Regions from separate parts of the Mus musculus genome. Here region 1 is linked to region 2. Evidence: chromatin contacts called from public Hi-C data. All regions are on one chromosome and are shown on one strand. The core of a region is the stretch at or near the end of the contact, and the rest is flanking DNA. Distances in the headings are between cores, read along the strand shown. Region 1 has its middle 6.1 kb from the start of Gm35992. Region 2 has its middle 35 kb from the start of Hdac4.

Evidence for each region. A called contact is a pair of places that touch in the nucleus more often than the background predicts.
Region 1: a Hi-C map of granulocyte-monocyte progenitors shows a contact between it and region 2, with 1.6 times the contacts expected there. The contact joins two enhancer-like sites. A contact is called at or near these places in 3 of 484 Hi-C or Micro-C datasets (the G1E-ER4 cell line, embryonic fibroblasts and granulocyte-monocyte progenitors), 5 of 115 datasets of contacts at active chromatin or transcription factors (bone marrow-derived macrophages, cardiomyocytes, double positive thymocytes and 2 more) and 1 of 9 other capture datasets (embryonic stem cells).

Annotation. Positions count from the first base shown.
Region 1 is chr1:92,370,668-92,376,253 of GRCm38.p6, forward strand. No RefSeq gene overlaps it. Among named protein-coding and RNA genes, the nearest start is that of Gm35992, 6.1 kb to the right of the region's middle. Within about 2 kb of position 2,169, at least 122 of the 459 cell types and tissues checked have an H3K27ac peak or open chromatin away from gene starts, as enhancers often do. A contact at or near this core is called in bone marrow-derived macrophages and granulocyte-monocyte progenitors, where this site is marked.
Region 2 is chr1:92,212,207-92,217,898 of GRCm38.p6, forward strand. No RefSeq gene overlaps it. Among named protein-coding and RNA genes, the nearest start is that of Hdac4, 35 kb to the left of the region's middle. Within about 2 kb of position 4,260, at least 139 of the 459 cell types and tissues checked have an H3K27ac peak or open chromatin away from gene starts, as enhancers often do. A contact at or near this core is called in bone marrow-derived macrophages and granulocyte-monocyte progenitors, where this site is marked.

The sequences.
Region 1 (5,586 bases), core at 919-3,418, 160 kb after region 2:
AAAAGAAAGAGAGGGAGAGAGACAGAGAAAGACGGACAGACAATGGACAAAAAGAGTAAAAGCAATTTGCAAAGGGGCCCCATAGGAATCTGGTGCTCCCCACAGGGTGCTGGTGCTCCCCACAGGATCCTGGTGCTCCCCACAGGGTACTGGCACCACCCTACATAGAACAGGAACCCTACCCCCATAGGATTAGCATCTGCAATGACAAACAGACACACTGTTTTCAGGAGCAGTAGGGAGAGGGTGCTGTCAAAGAAACAAGGTCTGCAGGGCCATTCATGCCCAAGCGAGCAGCAAGTTTATGGGGATACACTAACATAACAGCTTATTGGACAGCACCGCACTGAACAGTTTGGCCTAGGTTGACTGATCACACAGGGTGATGTTATGTCCTGGGACTGGCCGTGTGCTCATAGTTACCACGGGCCAAAGGAAAGAATGGTAGGAGCCAGAGAGTCCCCTGCTTTCTGGAGATTCCATAGGGACCTATGTGTGAGCCAGGCCAGGCCCATCCTGTTGTTAAGCCAAAGGCTTCTACCAGCATGGCATGAGTGTGACCAGGGTGTCTTTTCCAGAGAAACGCAGCCAGGGTAAGTCTGTCCTATGCAGCAGTTAATGACACTGCCCTTTCCCTACCATGAAGATGCCGGGAGGCATATGAAGTGGTCCAGCATAGCTTGAGCCACTGGGTATGGGGTGTGGCCAGGAGCCAGGAGATGGGACCTGACACTTTGCTACAAAGCCAAAGTCAAGCCAATAATCACAGAACTCAGCGATGTACCCTAGAGCCAAGGGCCCTGGACTATGCCACACCTGTAGCTCCTGATGCCTGGGCTCTGAGCCATGGCTGGAGCAGGGATGTCCTGAAGCAGCACGATGCTTTTCAAAAGCTGTCTAGCACCTGAGCTTGTGGTGCTTGGCATTGCCCACCTGGCCTGCCCAGTCCACGGGCTCAGCTTCCAGCTCTGGAGTCATGGGGAACTGGGCCCATTTCCTTGGGTCTTCGTTGCAACCCAATTGTTTCATCCCCCACTCTCCCAGAATATCCTAAGAACTCTCCAGGCAAAACCACACTCCTGTCCATAGGGCAAATAAAACCGAAACAGCTGCTATATTTAACGGAAAACACATCCTGTTGCCATGACAACCTGTGTTCTAAAATTAGAAACGCCTCACACAGTGGGGTAGCTGCCATAAAGAGAACTGCTCAAAATTGCCTCTCCATCCATCGATCCTCTGCAGGGGAGCTTGGTGCCCCAGCCCAGCCCACCCACGCTGCAACCATCATTCTGGAACCGATGCGGTCTCCACGGTCTGAAGTGGAAGCAATCTCTCTCTGGTTTCCTCCGATTGTGCCTACATTCAGGCTGAGGGGTTTCTGTCCAGTAAGTGCAGGTTCTCCTTCATTAGGAGTCACCTGACCATCCCATGCCAGATGCTTCTGGCATGCCCTCCTGGGGAGCAGGGCGAGAATCTAGTGGGAAGGCAACCAGGAGTCCAGAGCAAGGAGGACTACACCCTGGGGACCCTGGTCATTCCACCTTGCCTTCAGATGATCAGAGTTTTGCCAGTATTTCACAGGGCTCTGTCTACAGCAAGTTTTCACCTCTCAGAGCCCAGCCCCCTGGCCTCAGTACCCTGGCCTGACCACTACACATCACCTAGGAAACTAGGAAGTTGGATACTTGGGAAGGGGGGGGGGGAAATCACTCCTTACCAGAGAGCTTCAGGAAGTCTTTGCACTTATCAGACATCAGGACCCCTTTCTCCTCCCAGGTCCTGGGACTCTGCAGGCCTACTCCTTGTGGTCCCTTGGGCTTGTCCCTGCCCATTGACCATAGGCTCATGCCCATCCCCCCTCCCACCAGTGGATGCTTCTAAGTGAGTCACTGAGAAGTCCATGCTCCCCTGAAGGAGAGAGTGAGATGAGAGATTCCCACTTGCTGTAACCCTGTGGTCATATTCATTTTCTCTGTGCTGGTCTATAACTATTAAGACACAAGAGTGTATGGTCACCCAGTCACGGCCCTGGATGTCTTGTGGTCTCTGACGCCCATGACCGACCCCATGTCATTATTCACTTCCTCCCAAGCCCTGGAGGCACTGCTCAGCCCTCCATCCACAGCTGCTATCCCCAGTGATACAGCACCGGAACCCAGCAGGACAGCACCCTGGAGGCACACATGACAGTGGCTGTCTTGAGTAAGAGCCTCTGTGGTCACTCACCGGAAACCCTCAGGAGATGCTATTAAGCTTGTCAGACAGGGGGCAGCTCCTGAGCCTTCAGGAGATTTCCAGGATGTCCCTCTCCCCCAAGAAGTTAGGTAAGAGGCAAACAATATGAAGCCAGGGTGAGGGAATCGCTTCAGGAATGTAACCGCCAATAAAGCTGCCCAGGGTGTTCTGGTGACATAGCTTTCATGATTTGTCACCTATGCTGGGCTGAGATTTTCAGTGATATGGGTCTCCAAAAGTCAGCCATGTTCCTGTAAGGAATACCATTAAACTCACTGGTGTGACAAACTGGACTCAGATGGACTCCTTTCTTTGCTCTCAGTGCCCCATCTTTCTAGGCGAAAAGACACTCCTTTATGTTCCCAGCACCAGCCCAGGGTGGGAGTGAGGATTCCTGCCACAGGCCTGCTTCTGTTGGGTCTCCTCTGTGGACGAGACATAGTGTGTTGTAGTGAGTTCAGCCTTTCGGCTACAAAGGCCCTGGACGTTCCCAGTGTACTATGGTCACAACTGGAGTTGCTACTATGCTCACCCCAGGTACTGGCTGGTTTTGTGTGTCAACTTGACACAGCTGGAGTTCTCACAGAGAAAGGAGCCTCCCTTGAGGAAATGCCTCCATGAGATCCAGCTGCAAGGCATTGTCTCAATTAGTGATCAAGTGGGGAGGGCCCATTGTGGGTGGTGCCATCCCTGGGCTGGTAGTCCTGGGAAAGCAAGCAGAGCAAGCCAGGAGAAGCAAGCCAGTAAGTAACATTCCTCCATGACCTCTGCATCAGCTCCTGCTTCCTGACCTGCTTGAGTTCTAGTCCTGACTTCTTTTATTGATGAACAGCAATGTGGAAGTATAAGCTGAATAAACCCTTTCCTCCCCAACTTGCTTCTTAGTCATGATGTTTGTGCAGGAATAGAAACCCTGACTGAAGACACCCCAGGTACTTGGTGAGCGTACACTCTGTGTCTCTAGAAAAACAAACAAACAGACAAACAAACAAACACACACATAAAACACCTGGGAGCAGGATTGCTAATCCAGACCTTCACACTGCTAGCTCTCAGCAACTGCCAAGCTGCCCCTGTGCTGGTCGTATGCTTCCTCAAGACCTGTGCCTTGGAAGTGCCACTGCCTGGACCCCCAGCTGTGCACCACTGAGGGACGCAGTGGGCATGCTTGCTGTGAGAAGAGGTCTGAGCCTGTATCAAAGAACAAAACTGCCCACCCTTCACTCCCACCACACCTCCTCACCCCATCTCTTTGGTTTCAAACTGCCAGGTAAGGATTCTAAGGTCTATGGTTTTTAGGGAGCTATGCTGTCTTTTCCAGTACATGTCAGCATATACCCAAGGGGCTGGCATCACTGCCAGAGGTCACTCACAGCTGGTACCAGTGACAAGGGAAGCTGAAAGAGAAGATTATTTCAGTTTATAGTTTGAGGGTACAATCTTATAACAGGGAAGGGACAGTGGCAAGAGCTTGAGGCAGCCGGTCACGTCACAGCTGTAGTCACAGAGCAGAGAGACGCCAATGCTAAGCCTGGTTTCTCCTTTTGATTGAGTGTAGGACCCAAGAGACGGTGCCACCCACATCTAGAGGGGGGCTTCCTTGCTGGTTAACTTCTCAGGGACGCACCCACAGGTATGTTCCCATGGATTCAAAATCATTTCAAGTTAGCAATGGAGATTAACCACCACAGATTTAGAGGCGAATTTGTAGAAAAGAACACTTGAGGTTTGGGACCTCAGGAATGGGGACCTGGTTAGGTGTGTGAAGTGGTTGCTTTGCCAGCATGGGGACCTGAACTCAGACCCCCAGCACATGTGTAAAAGCCAGGCATAGTGGTGTGCGTCTGGAATCCTAGCCCTGTGGGGTGAGGGAGGGAGCACAGAGACCAGTGTTCCCTTCAAGCTCAGCTGCTACATAGCTTTGCCAAACCTGGTTCCAAGTTAGGTGAGAGACCCTGGTTCAAAGCATAGAGTGGAGAGCACTAGAAGAAGCAAGCCCACACATTGCAAGAACACATATGTGTGTGCACACCCACACAATCTTGTGAGTCCATGTGTGTGGGCACACCCACAAAATTGCATAAGCTCAAGTGTGTGGTCACGCCCACATGCATGCCTACACACACACACACACACACACACACACACATCTCCAACAGACTTGGTCCCACCTAACAAGAAGAGTCCCTGTGAGAAATCGCCCAGTGTCACCCATGAGAAGTCTCTTTAGCACAGCCGAGGGAAGCAGGGTCAGAGAACCTCAACCTAAGAAAGCCCACCCACTCCCACTCCCGCAAATGCAAATACGTGAAGCACTGGACACATCCATCTCACGTCTGAAAGAGATGTGGCAGGGCTCTTCCTGGACATGATGGCAGCTCTGACATTGTATCGGCAGTACCAGTAGCAAGTTGCCAAGTCTTTCCTAAGTAGTTATCGATTTGTTTTTTGAAAAGTTGATTTGGTCAGGTTGGGAATGGAATTACCACTATATTTTCTTTATAGGAAGAATGGTATGCAATTATATGAAGAAACCATGAAAACCGCAGACAGAACAGCAGAGAGACACGGAAGGTTGGGAGTTACCAGTGACTGTTGGTGTTTGTCTGGTCTCTGATGCTTGTGGTACTCAGGGGTCTTCAAGGTACAGTTGAGATTGGTTGAGACTCTCTTTGTTCTAAGGTTGTGTTTACAAATTTCCCTTTTCCCTAACCTGGTTTCTGAGTGAATGATCCTCAGGGCATGCGGGCATGCACCTGTGCCCACTTTGACTTGTGTGTAGAGGGCTGCAAGCCAAGGCTCTGTGTGTGTGTGTGTGTGTGTGTGTGTGTGTGTACAGTTTGCAGCTTCTATGATTGACAGTGTGGGTGCGGTATAGAGGAAGCTATGAGGACCCAGTACAGCTTCCTGATTCATGTTTATGAGATGAAGGCTTCCAAGCAGGTAGAAGTTGTCTCAGGCAAGTGTTCAGTGATGACCTCCTTTGGGGAGAAAAGTGGTTTTGGAGTCCCACAAACTTCTGCTTCATGACCTCTGTCACTTTTAAAAGGGATTATTTTCTTGGGTATATGCATGTCTGTGTTTATGTGTTGTAGGGGGGCTGCCAGTGTTAAGGAGCATCTGGAGGTCAGAGATCAATGTCAATCATCCTCCTTTATCGCTCTCCGCCTTAGTCTTGGGGACATTGGACCTAGATATCAGCCATTTAACTAGACTATATGGCCCTGGCGATTTCCCCAGTACCGGAATTACTGTCATACAACACATAGGTGCTAGGGATCCCAGCTCAGGGCTTCGTGCTTATGTGGCAAACACTTTACCAACTGAGCCACCTGCCCAGCGGCCCTC
Region 2 (5,692 bases), core at 3,010-5,509:
CTGCCCAGCTGTGCTCACTGTAAAGCTCTGCCCCTCGACAGTTCTGAGGCTTCTGCTGGTGACATGAGGAAGGCAAGCTCCCTGGGGCTGAGCCTGTGAATGCCACACAGGCAGGGGGCCTTATCCTCCCCCTGGCACAGGCTGCTGGAGGCTTGCCAGATGGAGCTGAGCCGCCCCCAACAGACAGCATAATATAGGTCCCCAGTTAGACCCTTGAGGCCCAGACAGTGGCTTAGGCTCAGTGTAGTTGGCACACACAAATGGAAGATGCCTCCGAACTTCTTTAGTTGGACCCAGAAAAGGGTTGTGCTTAGATTACTTCTCCCAGGGGGTGTGGGGATGACAACCTATTTTTAAAGGCTCAAGTGGAAAAGCCTTCTTGCAGCTGTGAAAATACTTTCAGGGTCAGCTTTCCCGTCCTCGCCTGCTGCCCCTGCTGACAGGAACGAGGATGAATGGGCTGCTGGCCTCGGAGCCAGGGAGAGAGGTCAGTGCTTGCACCTCTTACATGGGGGACAGCGGGGTGGCAACACAACAGAGAAGCCTGCCATGGGGGAGATTTCGTGTTTTCTCATGGATCACACTCTAGGTCTTGTAACACAGCACTTCCCTATACGGATTTCTGAACATGAAGCAGTGGCACCCGCAGTGAGCTACTGAGGGTCTGGGATCTGCCTCCCATGAAATGGGTACACTCCTCATCCCAGTTCATCTGTTGGCCCCGGGAAGAGCAAGGCCTCTCTTAGAGAGTCGAATAAATGTCTGCCAGGCCTTTGAACAACGTCCGTGACGATCTGAGGCCCCAGAGAAATGTGTCAATCACTAGCTGCTTGGTTTGCAACATCTGGAAGGCTCTGTAGCCTAAATCACCAAGAGTAAAAATTCACAGCAAGGTGCTTTTCATGGGTCCAGTTGACTCCTTAGAATAACTTCTGGGGGACAGGCTTCTGCTGTGCACAGCATCTCTTTGTGGTGCTGAGGACGGAGCCCTCAGCTTCACATGCTAGAGCCACGGCCGTCCCTTCATGCTTGTGTTTCTTTTACAGTCTCTCTGAGATGCTGAGACCAGAGGCGGTGGACAGAACCAACTCGCTATGCAAATGAAGACATGGAAACTAAGCCAAGACCATATATCCTGTATGTTCAATTGAGATCTCAAGAGACATTGGGTTGAGATGATATATTTTCAGAAAGAGCTCCACATGACCCCATGCACCAGGTTCAAATGGGACTTTGTCATCTTTCTGTGCCTGTGGTTATTTTAACTGACAGCCATGTGAGAATTACCTCTTTCTGCATCCAGGTACTGGTAGATTGGAGCAGAAATCACCTAGCATCAAAGGACTCAGCCCAGAGAGGAATTAGACCCTGAAGACTCAGACTCAGCTATCTAAACCTTCCTTAGGCACGCCAATCTCCAGGCAGGTTCCCTTCCTTAGGTAGTCCCCTCCCTATGTAGGCTCTGCCTATCTTCCCTGGGCAGGCCCCTCAACTCAGGCATGCTCATTTCCCAGGAAGTCTCCCTCCTCAGACATCCTCTTTCCTAGGGAGGTTTCCTCCCCAGATACATCCCCTCCTCTCACTTGCCCAGAGGGAGTACAACCCTCTATAATGGCCGGATAAACAGAAAGTCTGAACGAAAACTAGCCAGTGAGTCTTCCCAAAGCTTTCACAGGACAGCTGCTTCCTGATCATGACTTTGGATCTTGGGATTTTTCCCTTTTTTTGGCTAATGGTTGAGCATCTTTAGAACTCAGGGTTCCCATTGCAGCTAGGCCAGTGTCTCATTCAGCGTTCTATTGCTGTGGGGAGACAGCATGACTTCAGTGACCCTTATAATGGAAAACATGTAGTTGGGGCTGGCTTCCAGTTTCAGAGGTTTGGTCAGTTGTCATCATAGTGGGGAGCATGGCAGCACGCAGGCAGACATTGTTCTGGAGAATTAGCTGGGATTTCTACATCCTTGTCCATTCAGATCCATAGGCAGCAGGAAGAGAGAGATTCTGGGCTTGCAATGGGGTTTTAAAGCCCCCCACCCCACCCCCTGTGACACACTTCCTGCACCAAGGCCACGCCTCCAAGTCCTTTCAAATCATGCTACTCCATTTGAATGCTGGTGACCAAGCATTCAAGTCTATGACCCTATGGGGAACACTCTTATTCAAACCACAACAGCCAGGTTGCCTGCAGGACCTACCTCAGTTCCTGGCACACAGTGGCTACCTAAGGAATGTCTCTTCCCTTCTATGGGTGAGGTGATCCGGCAGTTGGACTGCCTAAGAGTCCTGTGGTGGCTGGTGGCTATGGTTGAGCTGGAGACAGGTCCAGCTACCTGCCTGAGATCCAACATGGCTTCAGGGTTAATGTTGTGGAGAGGACACCAGGCAGTGGGCATGCTGGGAAGAAGTGAGGCTCCAAAGTTCCAGGGATCCGGGAATTGTGATCTGGGTCTTATAGGTCTGGTAAATGTTTAGCATATGGCTGGAGTGTAGAACCTGGCCTTTCTTTGATGTAAACATTTACACTGTAGCTGATACCTGGAAGAAATGGGAGCATGAAGTCCAGCTTTGGGGAGCCGAGGTGACTCTAGGATATCACTGGAGAAACAGCTGACCCCAAGTACAGGTTCTGGGGTCAATTCCACTGAGACCTTATGACTGTTACTTAATGTCTGTCACCCACACGTCCTGAGGAAGATCAAGCCCTTGAACTTTAGAGCTGGAAGGCTTGGTCCCCTTCTGGTTACTGCATTTCTGGGCTTTCTGTTCAGACATTGGAAGTTGTAAAAGTAGCACACAGAGAGCAGCTGTCCATCTCAAATTAGGTGGAAGGACCACCTGGTCAGCAAGGGAGCAGAGCCAAGCCCCAGGTGGTGACCTAGGTAGACAGGATGCAAAGGATGAGGAGAAAGGCAAGGCCTTCTGGCAAGGCTGAAACCTCTGCCCAATTCTGCTCAGGCTGGGTCAGAGGGCACCGCTTTGGCCTTCTGGTCTACCAACAGGAGTCAAGGCTGACAGCGTCTGACTGTGAACACAGAGGAAATCCTGAAAAGCCAGAGAAATTCATGGTGTTCTTGTAAGAAGCAGCCTGAGACCCCTCCCACTGCCACGGCCTCCCTTGTGCTGTAATAGCAAGGAGACACACTTCGGACCCCGATTTCTGGGCCTGGAACCTCATGTTTTCCTCTCTGGAGAACCCCTCATTTCCCGGAAAAGTACTAGTGCTTTGTGACAGGCCGGCCTCTGGCCTTGTGAAATTCAGTCCTAATCCCTTGGTTAATAAAGTGACTCATGTCTGGGCTTGCCAGCTCTTTGTTCCAGGAGATAATAATAACTTGTGCTGAGTGACCCCTTGCGCACAAGGAGTCATGTCTGATTAGCCAGTGCTTTGTCTTTCATGACTGCACACACTTTCCTAGCCCTCTGAGCAGGGAGAGTCCAGGGGCTACCATGGCCCGACCTTGTAGGTACCTGTATGGGCTCTGTACATTTTCCAGGGTGCCTAACAGGTTGTGAACCACTCTCACTTCCCAGAGAAGTACCTACACTTGGCCTATTGTCCTGTGGCAAACATCTTCTGCCCTTGCGAGCTGGGCTGCTTTTGGGATCTCACCCAGCTGAGAACATGCAGCAGAGAGGAGCAATTAGTTTGTATTCCCACAAACATTTTTCACGGATTCAAGTCTCTCTCAGAGAGAATGAACCAGAGGGTAAACGGAACCATAGATTAAAGGGCTGATGTCGGGCAATTCTTTGAACTATTTTCTTGGGTTTGAGCCATCATTATTTGTAACATTCTATGAAAAGCCAGAAAATAATTGTTTTCTCCCCTGACTGATTTTGTTCTTTTCCTCTTAGCAAATATTGATTCTCTCCCCCTCCCCCCACCCCCTTCAGACTTGGTGCTGAATGAAGCTGAAATTAACAGGGCTGCTTTTGTTTAATACAATGAACAAAAACTTGTGTTGGAGGGGTCTTGTCCTGCCAAAACATCTGCGCATGGCCCAGATGGCAACTGGGCTCTGGAAATAGGGCCTGTGCGCCTAACTCCTGCCGAGTCAGCGCAGGGGAATGAGCGCGCTGCATTTTAATAGGTCCTACAAAAATAGTAACTTTCGAAAACTTCTTGGCAACAGAAGTCTTTTTTTTTTCTTTTCTTTTTTTCATTTTTTTTTAAAGAATGTGCAGAGATGTGGGACTTCCCTATTAGAGACTAAATAGAGGAAAGTGTGGTTTCAAGCTGGAGATCTGCTCCCAAGAGCTACAAGGACACGTCTGTAGCACAGACTGACTGGTGCAAGTCACAGGATAGTGGGAGATGATGGAGTTCCCCCAGTGCTGGTGACATCGCTGTCCCAGGCGCCAGGATTGTTTTCCTCTCTCTGAAAAGTTGTGAAAAAAAAAAGGATGTTCACCGGGAAGCTTTGTTTTTGTTGTTTTTGTTTTGAGGCATAGACCCAGGCTGACCTCAAAGCCATTGCATAGCCGGGGGTGATCTTGAACTCCTGGCCTTCCTGCCTATATTCCCAAGCACTGAGATCACAGGCATGCACCACCACGCACAGTTTCTGGTGCTTCGGATTAGATGTAGGGCCTCATGTATGCTGGGCTTTCCCTACACACTTAACTGTTACCCAATGCCTGGAGTTTCGCAGGGTTATGAATGGCCCAAGACTGAGGGTGCAGAAAGAGAAGTGAGAGGAAACCATGCACACGTCGTGCGAAGACGTCCGAAGAAGTCCAGGGTCACGGCTGTTTTAGGTCCTGGCACTGGTTTCAGATGCTAGCTCTGAACGTGTTGCAAGCTTTCAGTTCCACTGTAGGAGATGGTTCCAGGTCTTACAGAGGCCTGTGTCTCAGTGTGGCAGGTGAGCGACCTGAACTTCAGCTCAGGGGACTCTTAGGGCAGAAGCCCTTCTGTACTCTGTTGCTTTTTATCCAAAACTTTGTTTATGAGTCTTCGTCATTTCTGCTTTTCTGTTGCCAGTGTATAAGTCACAACTTTCCTATTATCCCTCCCTTCCTTCTCTCTTCCTTTTAGATTTATTTTATTTGTGGTATGGGTGTATGTGTCTGTACAGGCACACTCAGATGCCAAAGGGGGTCCCTGGATTGCAGCATTAGTGAGTTGCCAAATAAGGGTGCTAGGCTTCCAAATCTAGGTCCTAACAATCCAGTGAGCCCGCTTAACTACTTAGTCATCTATGCACCCCACTTCCTCCTTCTTATCTAGTCCAGGTCTCATTATGTATCTCAGGCTGGTCTACAACTGACTATGTAGCCCAGGCTAGCTTTGAAGTTGTAGCAATCCTCTGCCTCAGCTTCCTCCAAAGTGCTGGGTTACAGGTGTGTGCTCCCCACTGCCACCTAGATGGTGGCTTCCACTGACCCTGGCAGGTATGATTTTTTGGGGACTAAGGTTTCTAATTTTGATTGATTTTCCCTACATGTATGTAAATACCTGTATCTCCCCCCCCCCTTTATTTTTGTTCTTTGCCTTGGGTTGAAGATCTTTTTCTGTTCAGCACTTGGGAGAACAGACTTACATTTTGTATCAAAACCCTTTGTTGATTTGCCTTTCCAAGGAGCCCTGTGTAGGGCAATCAGTTCATCCTCATTCACACAAGGCCCTGCGGTTGTAAAAGTTGAAATGAAAAGTCTTGGGGGGTGGGGGGGCACAGTGAGAGACTCAT